3 separate regions of the Pan troglodytes genome follow, and regions 1 and 2 are each linked to region 3. Evidence: chromatin contacts called from public Hi-C and HiChIP or PLAC-seq data. All regions are on one chromosome and are shown on one strand. The core of a region is the stretch at or near the end of the contact, and the rest is flanking DNA. Distances in the headings are between cores, read along the strand shown.

Region 1 (3,527 bases), core at 40-2,539, 460 kb before region 3:
CACCGTGTTAGCCAGGATGGTCTCGATCTCCTGACCTCGTGATCCGCCCGCCTCGACCTCCCAAAGTGCTGGGGTTACAGGCGTGAGCCACCGCGCCCGGTCAGGTGTCTGATCATTTCTATACATTCATTATTTTACTTGTAGGGCTGAACACAATGCCAGGGACACAGCAAGAATTTAATATATACTTGTTAAACGAACGAATGAATGCATGTATACATAAAATGTTACGGAATGTTTAACGTATTCCGGGGATAATGAAAGTGGGTGGATTTCTGAGAGGAGGGGTCAGGGTTAGAGTTCTGTACTGCTGATTTTTTCCCCATTATCCATTCTCTCCTTCTTCTACAGTAATAGTTCCCTTATTTTTAGCTGGACACATTTACCAGCCTCTTGGTTGCTGGGTATATGACTGAGTTCTGACCAATAAAATGTGAGCCAAAGTGATATGTGCACCTTTCAGGTCATTGAAAAATATGGGCTGCCCTCTCTTTCCCCTTCATCCTACTAACCACTGGCTGGAAATGGACATGGCCTTAGCCTAAAGAAGGAAGGGCAAATCCCTAAGGAGGAAAGGCAGAGGTGGAATTAGGACCAGTTGTCTTTCAACTATACCAGAGTTTTTCAAACTGTGGTCTTTGGGCTGATTGCATCAGAATCGCCAGTTACCTGATAAAAATGCAAATTACTGGGTCTTAGCAACTCAAATCTCTAGGATGGGTTCCAAGGATTTTTTTTTAGCTGGAGGCGGTGGTTCACGCCTGAAATCCCAGCACTTTGGGAGGCCGAGGAGGGAGGACTGCTTGAGCCCAGGAATTCGAGACCACCCTGGGCAACATAATGGGAACCCTGTCTCTGTTATTTAAAAAAATTATTACAGATGGCGCAGTGGCTCACGCATGTAATCCCAGCACGTTGGGAGGCCAAGGCTGGCAGATCACTTGACGTCAGGAGTTCGAGACCAACTTGACCAACATGGTGAAACCCTGTCTCTACTAAAAATACAAAAATTAGCAGGGTGTGGTGGCGGGCGCCTGTAGTCCCAGCTACTCGGGAGGCTGAGGCATGAGAATCACTTGAACCCGGGAGGAGGAGGCTGCAGTGAACTGAGATTGCGCCACTGCACTCCAGCCTGGGCAACAGAGCGAGACCATGTCTCAAAAAAAAATTATTACTATATTTAAAAAATATTTTAAAGAATGCGTAGTTTTAACAGGGACTTCAGGGACTTGTGAGTTAAAACCACGGAACGACGTCAGACTACCTCAAAAATATCCCCAAATGTTTATAAACAAAGCCAAGGGCACGCACTCAGGCCCGGTGAGGTCCAGGAACTGTGCAAGAGGCCTCTGGCTCGGAGGGGCTGAAACAGGTGTCCCCGCGCGCTGGGGGAAGAGCGACTCTCCCGGCAACAGGTAGCACCCGCCAAATCCCGCGGGAACGGCCCTCGCGCCGCGCCCCCTGCCCCACCTCCGCTCGCGGTTGCCATGAAGACCCGGTCCGGGAGCAGTCGACTGCTAGAGACTCGGGAGGCTGAGCTTTCCTCGGCCTGAGCCAGCCAGACCCCGGGCGCCGCGCTCACCCCTCTTCGCCGCCACGTCCGCGAAGGCCTCACGCGCGAGGCCAGGCGAGGCCCCGAGGCGCCCACCACTTCACGACACCGGAGCGAACCGGGCGCCAGAGGCTGCGACCCCCCTGCCCCGAATCCGGCCGGTGGGAGTGGCTGCATTTGAACCAAACGGCCTTCGCGGGCAGCAGCCGTCGCCCCGCAGTCCCGGGGCTCCCAAGGGCCTGTGACCGACGCCGCCCTCCGCGTCTCTTCGTCCCCGAAGCCCCGGGAACCATCCGCCCTCGGGGTAAGGGAGGAGTCGGGGGAGCCGGTGACTGGGCTGTGGGGACGCGGACGGGGCTCCGGGAGCAGCTCTGCCCCCAGACTGGCTTGAGGGAAGCCGCCGGTCTCCTTGGGGCTCTTCTCCCTCCGCCGCTGCACCCCTCCTCGCTTTTTTTTTTTTTTTTTTTTTTTTTTTTTTTTTTTGAGCGTGTGGAAGTTCCGTGCGCGGCTTGTCCGGCTCGAAGTCTGGGACACTCAGATGGGACAGGAAATGCTCCCTCTTAGTCTTTAAGGCCACAACGAAGGGGGCCACCCACAGGGGTGCTGCAGAAAGAGTGATTTACTGCAATCACCTTCTCTTCACAGAGACCATGCTGCAGATGCGAGGAAAGCCGTTTCCTGGAACATCGGAATTCTAACCCCAGGGTGAAGGACTCACGACAGGCGAGGGGCAGACATGCTGAATTCCACGGGCGAACTGGAGTTTTCGAACGAAGAAGATCCCGAGATCATCTCCCAACTCACTTCCCTGCCTCTGTCCGGTGGGAAAAGCTCAGCTGGTGTGCCCGAAAAAACGGGCTATCCGGACTCCGTTTATGTCATGGCAGCCAACATTTTTCAGGGTATTCGAATCGAAAAGTCGGCACAGAAAGTCTTAATCAAGTATGGGAATGAACCCCTGCGGTCCTTGTCCGAGTCTGAGGATCAGTCCTTTCAGCGTTTGTCTTATGAGCTGGCTTTCAGTGCCCTGAAATGTGAGTTGTGCCAGTCTGGAAGATCAACACTAAAAGAAAATAATAGCGAGAGAATTTGGGGAATGCAGCCCTCCTCCTCCCTTCCCCTCATTCACACCAGGTTTTGGTTTTAGGCATGTGCATATCTTTGGTTAATTGCAAGTGTCAAGGAATTAGGGTTCCCATGAAACTAGCTCTTCCAGCCCAGGATTGCAGATTTCCCCGTGCACTGTGTTTGTCTTTAGATCGGTGTAGTGCGCGGTCATTACATTGAACAAGGAAACAATTTATTCCAATGATCATTTCCCTCTCCCTGTATTTTTTTTCCCCTCGTAGAGTTAGGGGTCTCGCTTTATTGTCCGGGCTGGTCTCAAACTCTGGACCTCAAGGAATCCTCCCGCTTCAGCTTAGCAAAGTGCTGGGATTACAGGCAGTGAGCCACCACGCCTGGCCTCCCTGTGTATTTCTTTCCATTCCCTGTGTTTACCTTTTTTGGTATTTTAGTTTATGAACTTTCACAAATATAAAACCAGTAAGGGAGGATGGGGAGAGGAACAGAGACGGAATAAAAAGAAAAGGTGCAAAATTTAAAAAATGAATATCAAAATTACACCAACCCCAATTAAGACTATCCCATTCATAGCCACTAGCTTTAATGGGAGGAGCCAAACTTTAGTAGAACTTCCCTTTCTAATTTGCCTTCAGGGTTTGAGACTCAAGGATGGTTAGTTATCAATCTGAGGCCAGGGGTAGTTGCTCAGGCCTGTAATCCCAGCACTTTTCGAAGCCAAGGTGGGAGGATTGATTGAGCTCAGGCGTTAAAGACCAGCCTGGGCATATAGTGAGATCTCCTCTCTACAAAAAAATTTAAAAATTAGCCCAGTATGGTGGCACATGTCTTTAGTCCCAGATACTTGGGAGGTTGAGGCGGGAGGATCGCTTGAGCCTGGGAGGCAGAGGTT
Region 2 (3,414 bases), core at 876-3,375, 280 kb before region 3:
AATGCAAAACGAAAATGCAAGCCCCCGCCCCTGTTCAAAAAGCAGGGGGAAGACGCTATAAACAATACTAAAACATAAAGGTTTTTCCTTTCTTCCGTATGCTTTCTCTTGGCTTGTTAAGATGTTTTGTTTTGTTCTGTTTTGAGATGGAGTCTCGCTCTGTCACCCAGGCTGGAGTGCAGTGGCGCGATCTCAGCTCACTGCAACCTCTGCCTCCTGGGTTCAAGTGATTCTCCTGCCTCAGCCTGCTGAGTAGCTGGGATTACAGGCATGTGCCAACAAGCCTGGCTAATTTTTGTATTTTTAGTAGAGACAGGGTTTCACCATGTTGGCCAGTCTGGGCTTGAACTCCTGACCTCAGGTGATCCGCCGCCCTCGGCCTCCAAAAGTGCTGGGATTACAGGCGTGAGGCACCACACCTGGCCGTTAATGTGTTTTTTAATTGCTATTTAATGTTACAATCCCTCAGGCATGGGGATACTTATAAGTGCAAACCCTTACAAACACTCAGGGCCCTGTCCATATCTTGGTACATGCACACAGACCATTGGCTTCTGGGTCCCCTCTCCCATCAGCTGCTGGACAGATGCACCATGCACTGACCAGGGGCGGGGAAATCAAGCCAGGAATCCTCTCTTCCCATGGGCCCACAATCTCAACCCACAGCAGATGGGTGGGCCATAAATGTATTGCAACATCAGTGTTGGGACATGCTAGGTGCCTGGACTGCGGGTAGGCAAGAGGCTCACCCCCACTAAGTCGCCTGTGGAACACACAGCAGTGTTGCCAGCCCAGACTGGGCTGGTCACCACCACGCTCCAATCCCAAGATACCCAGGGAGTGTGCACTTGACCCCAACCCTCCCGTGCTCACACCCACGTCTCTTCCGCGGTAGAGGGCAGTAGAAGTCTCTACGTAGGGAGGGAGATAGGGAGGTCTGGCAGGGCCTGAGACGCCGGGGGGCCAGAAGGTGAGAACCGCACGGGGACGCTGGGAGGTGGCAGGACTGTGTGCAATCCAAAGCCCAGCCCTCTCATGGACATTCCATTGGACTTGACTTATAAGATACAAATTCAAAGATTAAGAATTTCCTGACAGCAACCTTGAAGCATTCATCCCCACACACAGGGGCCTTCTCATTGTGGGGCCTGTGCAGCTGCACTGGCCACATGCCCAGAAAGCTGGCTCTGTTAGCAACCTACCAGAAGTCCAGAAACAAAATGGACACAAGTTTGCCCCAACTGCCCCCAGTTTTCCATCATAAAACCTAATTATCCAATCTGTGTTTATGACAGGAATGGCAAAGAGATTTCACCTTGCACAGATATGAGGCTGCTCTGGTGGCGGTAGGTGGGAGGGGTCTCATACCCTACCTGTTTAGCTTCCTCTCCCATTGCTTTGCAAGGCAGAGCCTGGTGTATCTTTAAAGACTTCTAAAGCCCACCCATTTGAACAATAATGGTAATTTATTACATTGTGCAAAGAGCTGACGTAGTGAGATACAGGCAGAGTCTTGATGGTTCTAGAAATCCCCACAAACCTAACTTAGCCTAGGGATTTTCTTCAAGTGTCAGGGAGATTAGGAAAGAGAAAATTGAGGGATAATTACTTATTAAATGGCTCTGGGTTGATGGTTTGTAAAAACTGGACAATGATCCAAAGTCATTATTTGGATCTAAGAATATAACCTGGTGGCTGAAAGCAAGTCTTTACAAACCTTGGCTTCTGGGTCACTGTTGATACTACAAGAATCATCATCATCAGGGTGTGGGGCATTTCTAGGCAGAAAAACAGAAAAGTGGACTTAGAATTCTATTGCAAACTATCTGCACAAAGCCATACATTGACAGCAGGTCGATCCTACTAATGTCCTACCTGAGTTTCAAAGATGCATAGCGTAGGGTTGCTCCTTCAAACTCTTTTAAACTGGGGTCCGGGTTAACAGTGGCTGCATGCAAATCCTAGAGGAAAATAGAACCTTGTTAATGTACAATGGGGGAGGAGTCCATTCATTGCCTCAAATATCAAAGGGGAGAAACGTCTTCCCAGCAAGAGGCAGAGAGTGTACGTGAGCTTAGGCAGAGAAAGGCATGCAAGGACTGTTGAATGCTGACTGGTGCAAACTCCTGTTCTTACAAAACAACGGGGAACCTAGGGCATTCACAATGGGAGACACCAAAAAAAGGCAACAGGAGTGTGAGCTGAATGCCCCTAGCAAGAAGCCCGATCACTGTGTCCCTGCAGAATGCATGATATTCACAAAGAAGAAAAATATACAGCCACAGCCATGCAGAAAGGATAAAATATTAAATGATCTAAGATCTGACAATATACTTGCCTTCCAAATGTCACTATTAATCTTTCCCCCATTCAGAACAGCAAAATCACTCCATGGCTGTTTCTAGACATATAGTTATTCACATAGGAAAAAAGCACATTGATTTAAAGAAAAAGAAAAGAAAAGAAAAAAAAACACAAGACACTGTTGTTAGCATTGATATTCACAAGATGGGTTAGGGAACAAGTTAACTCTAACAGCAACTTGTTGGCTCACTCCCTCTATGTCTAGATTATCACCTGAAGACGAGGGCAGGAGAGTGATGGTGCTTTAATTACTTACCAAATAAACGACTAAACATTATTAGAAGCGGACAGTTATTTCCTTAAGGTAATTTTAAAAGCAAACAATATAATTCCAAGTATTCAATAACTAGCATACCTAATTCCATAATAACCATTTTCCTCCCTATAAACCAAACAGAACTGTTTTCTGGTGGTGGGGGTGGAATGAGGGACGGGTACCATGTTTGTTTGGAAACTAGGGAATGCCCATGGCTGAGGGCCCCAAAAGTTGGGGGTCAAGATATTTTCACTTAAAAGAAAAAAAGGAGAATGATGGGGAGAGAGGGTTAGTGAAGAACACAGACTGACATCAACACTTGGCGGAAATTTAACCTAACAAAAAACAACTCTAAACAGTCTAACATAAATTCCTCCAATTCATAAAAGCTCTACTTTTTTTTTTTTTTTTTTGCTTCAAAAGCTTCTTCACAAATTAATACTTGATCATGAAATGATTTTCTAAACATAATTATAGTGCAAGGCATGAAGCCTGGCTTTGTTGCGAGAGCTCTTGCAATAACTGATTTCCAAATCTAAACAACTGCTCCATCCACCTCAGACAATGAGAAAATGTCTTTTCTTTCTACTAGGCCTAGTGAATATTCAAGTATTTTTCATCTAAGATTTGGGGAAATAAGCAAGCAAGGCTAATAAAACTCAGGGACAGTCTTGTGAATTGCTTTACTGACTGGTTAGGCAAATCTGTTTGTATAAGAAATCAACCATCAAAACTTTTCAGCTAATTCACTTTTCAACTGAAGTTCTTTGAAAATGAGAAGTGAATAATGACCC
Region 3 (3,805 bases), core at 540-3,039:
TTTAGCCCTGGCTTTTCTCCCACACGCCAGCATTCCCTTGCAATAGGAAAATGTCCCCACAGGAGAGCTGCCCACACCCACCCAGGCTAACTGCAAGTTGTAGGCGACACCTTCTCCTTCCTTCTACCTCCTATCCCCACCCCCAGGCACATGCCGCACACACACTCTTCTTTGATCCGGAAATCACAAGATAATATCAGGGGAGAAATACAACTGCCGGAGAGGAAAAGGAGGTATTCCTTTCCATTGCCAATAATATTATCTATAACTCTAATTGTAAGCGTGCAAACAAAGCCCTGATAAGAGTCGAGTCTCAGTAAATGGTAAACTGTGCTCTGCCCCAGACGCTGTGAATGACATCCCCAAAGTATCCTTAGGATTGCTCTTCACCAGGGCAGCGGTTGTCAAACTGGAGCCTGGATCAGAATCGCCTGGAGGGTTTGCTGAAGTACAAATCCCTGAGTCCCAATCTGTGTCTCTGAATGGGTAGATATGTGGTGGGGCCCAAGCATCTGTATATCTAACAAGTTCCCATGGGATGCTGATGTTGCTGGTATGAGGACTATACACTTTAGAGAACCCTACCCATACACAAACATACACAGTCCTACCGAGGATCGCGAATTAAAAACTCACGTGATTCTTCCTATGAGGACTCTATGCAGTGGGGTGGGCATTACTTTATTCTTTCCTACATGAGTTTATTAAGGATCCACGAGGTCTTGTACTAGGCCTGAGGATAGTGGTGAATTTAAAAGCCCAGGCCCCTGCTTTCATGGAATTTATAGTCCGGCCGGGTGACAGACACCTATCAAATAATCACTCAAAAAGGTTATTTCAAACAGGTAGAGTGCTGGGAGGGAAATGCACAAGGTGCGAATAGAGTGTATAGAGGGACCCTCATGCAGACTCAGTGAGGTTGTTACGAAGGGATGGGAGGGGGGCTGCCTTGTGGAAGGTGGTTTCTGACTTTTGCACTCCAATAACCTCTCCAATTAACGATTATCTCCCTCAGACCGAGCTGGAGGCCAGCAATCGTGTCCCTCCTTCCTACAACATAAAAACAATACTGTCACAGAGAAATCCCTATAAATTCATGAAAAGTGTTTACTCTTGGGACTGAGTCTCTGCACCCCAAGATCCACCTAACACGTCCGTGGACCAAGGACAGTCGAGGGCCACAGTAGACCTCTTGGGGAAAATACAGGCTCTCTGAACTGGAAAGCCTTGTGGTTCTTAGTCTGTGATCTTCAAGGCCAAAGAGGCAAGGAAACCAGCCCAAGACCACCACTCCCGTCAGGAGCGGAGATCGACCAGCCTCCAACCTTGCAGACGAGTCCTCTTTCCAAGGCACTCTATTCCCGGACCTCACAGCTCCCCTCAGATCCCCGGAACCCGGCCTGGCCACCCCGCTCTCTCTCGGGGGTCCGGGGTAGGTGAGCGGAGCCTGCCCCTCCCAGGTCGGTCTCTTCCCGACGGAGAGGAAAACCCGCGGTGGAGTCCGCGGCGGCGGGGCGGGGCGGGGCGGCGCGCGCAGGCGCAGAGGCCGCCAGGTTGGGCCGAGGAGGCGCCCTGCTCCACACCTGATGCAATCAGCCTTCCGGAAACGGGTCCCGCTGCCGCGCTCACCCAGGAAACACTTCCGCGCCCTCCTCTGGCCGCTGAGCTCCCGGGGACGGGTTCCCAAACTGCCCCGGCCCGACTTCGCCACGGGCGGTGTTCTGCGCCCCGTCGGGGATACGCCGGAGAAGTCGGGAAGTCACTGCCTGGGCACACAAAATCCCTGAAATGCCCTGACAGTGACGTCGAAACGGCCACCAAGCGTTGCGCAGCTGCAGGAGGAAATTCCCTTAATTATGAATTTACAGAGGGGACTGATCGGGGCCGGAGGGAAGGCTTTGACCCTTCCCTTGCTTCCTTCCTTCTTCCGCCTCCCAACACATTGTCTCCCTCACTGAAAGGAACGTTTAACAGCAGTTTTAAGGCAGTATGGAGAGGAATCTCCATGCCCTCTGTCTTGCTAAATATGTAACAGCACTTTAGCTTTGCTACATAAAGCTTTCCCACCGCGCGCTCATTTTATAAATAAGTAATTGGTTTCTGCATACCTCATCATTTCAGTTTACAAAGAAAATCATTTCTCGTTTCACCACTTCATGCAATTTTTATATCTATTGTGAGTGGGTTTTTTCTTCATGCTGACTCACCCATTAGTTGTTTTCCAAGGAAATGAAATATCCAAGAATATTCCAAGAGCATGTTCTTTAAAGCATGGAAGTAAACGCTGTGAACAGTAGATAAAAATGACCTCTCTTAAGTCCCTTAAGGCCAAAGGTCCTCCTAGGGAGTTGGGGGAAGGAGGCAGATCCAAGGAATTTTATTTGGAAGGATACTTCAAGACCATTCTAGAATCAAATCAAGATCAACTCTTAGACTTTACAGATGACATTTACCTCTCTGTGGCCCAGAGAAATAAATGACTTCTTTATTTAGACAAACCAAAGGCAGAAGTGGCACTTGAAGCCAGATTTCTCAAAATTCCAATCTAATGGGGAAAAAAAAAAATGTTTTTTGCACAAACACCGTAGGGAGTGCAATACTATATTACAATGCAGTTTTACAATCCAAAGATTACAAAATACAAAATAGGTGACAACAAAAGGGATCCTATTACTTGTTCCTACCTGTGACGTCATTAGTCTTTAAATAGTCCATGATCAACAAATATCCAGCCACTTCTAAGTGGCATTGAATAGCCAGAGTCTAGGCATTAAATATTTCAATTAAACAGGTATGAGTCAGGTGCAGTGGCCCAAGCCTGTAGTACCAGCTACTGGGGAGGCTGAGGCAAGAGGGTACATGAGGCTGGACGTTCAAAGTTGCAGTAGGATCTTGCCTGTGAATAGCCACTGCACTCCAGCCTGAGCCACACAGCAAGACCTCATCTCAAAACAAAACAAAAAAAACAGTATAACTACAAAACATCAAGAAATCTTCTGTGCCAACATTAAGAACTTCTAGTATTATTATTTGATTGTGTGGTGTATGTGCAACGGTTTGAGCTTAAACCAAGGGAATTTTAATGATCACAACAAAATATCACGGTCATGATTTTCTTCTGTAATGATTTTAAATACTTTAACAATATAGTAATCAAAGTGAAATAAAAAACAACTCAAAACTCATGCCTGCAATAAGATAAAATCTAATTCTTCAAAACTCTGTCTACCTTCTTATCTTGAGGAATGAATTTCTTTTTGGAATGTTCTGACAGAGATCTGGAGGAACACCTTCTATTGAAGCAAAAATAGAGTTGAGTAAATGTCAAAATGCAGAGGTACAAAATACACACTATCACACAGTACCAGTTTTAGAATAGCTAACTCTTACTGACTATTTAGCATGTGCCAGATACTGGCTAAGCATTTTCCATAGGTTATTTAACTCAATCCTCACAACTACCCTATGAATGAAGCGCTATTATTTTCCCTATTTTATGGATAGGGAAAGTGAGGCTTGCAAATGTGAAGCAGCTAACTCAAGGCACAAAATATTCATTGGCAGAACTGGGATTTGAACCCAGGCAGTTTTCCTGGAGCTTGAGCTCTTAAATAATACTATGTACGGAAAAATGTAAATACAGAGAAAACGACTATAATGATTCTCAGATAAGAAAGGAGAGGGAGTATTGTACTTACTCTCCTAAAGATAAAACATAGTAAAATAAGTTTGTAGTCCACACTAGGAAAAAACCTTTTGCTAACTAATAAATTATGGTCCCCAAATATAGGACCAATATTACCCA

Evidence for each region. A called contact is a pair of places that touch in the nucleus more often than the background predicts. HiChIP or PLAC-seq counts read pairs in DNA pulled down with a chosen protein or histone mark.
Region 1: an H3K4me3 HiChIP or PLAC-seq map of stem cell-derived excitatory neurons shows a contact between it and region 3, with 6 times the contacts expected there. The contact joins the promoter of NSUN7 here to the promoter of APBB2 in region 3. A contact is called at or near these places in 1 of 7 Hi-C or Micro-C datasets (stem cell-derived neural progenitor cells) and 1 of 1 datasets of contacts at active chromatin or transcription factors (stem cell-derived excitatory neurons).
Region 2: a contact with region 3 is called in a Hi-C map of stem cell-derived neural progenitor cells, with 5 times the contacts expected there. The contact joins the enhancer-like site here to the promoter of APBB2 in region 3. A contact is called at or near these places in 5 of 7 Hi-C or Micro-C datasets (blood, induced pluripotent stem cells, a lymphoblastoid cell line and 1 more), 1 of 1 datasets of contacts at active chromatin or transcription factors (stem cell-derived excitatory neurons) and 1 of 1 other capture datasets (stem cell-derived neural stem cells).

The regions. Positions count from the first base shown.
Region 1 is chr3:41,072,009-41,075,535 of NHGRI_mPanTro3-v2.0_pri, forward strand. It overlaps NSUN7 (NOP2/Sun RNA methyltransferase family member 7), which reads left to right and starts at 1,290. Exons shown (of 12, transcript XM_063808783.1): 1 at 1,290-1,415; 2 at 2,198-2,586. The coding sequence starts at 2,289.
Region 2 is chr3:41,255,901-41,259,314 of NHGRI_mPanTro3-v2.0_pri, forward strand. It overlaps APBB2 (amyloid beta precursor protein binding family B member 2), which reads right to left. Exons shown (of 17, transcript XM_063808776.1): 8 at 1,876-1,961; 9 at 1,718-1,778. Among named protein-coding and RNA genes, the nearest start is that of NSUN7, 180 kb to the left of the region's middle. Within about 2 kb of position 2,126, at least 5 of the 24 cell types and tissues checked have an H3K27ac peak or open chromatin away from gene starts, as enhancers often do. A contact at or near this core is called in induced pluripotent stem cells and stem cell-derived neural progenitor cells, where this site is marked.
Region 3 is chr3:41,536,322-41,540,126 of NHGRI_mPanTro3-v2.0_pri, forward strand. APBB2 (amyloid beta precursor protein binding family B member 2) reads right to left here and starts at 1,790. Exons shown (of 17, transcript XM_063808776.1): 1 at 1,584-1,790.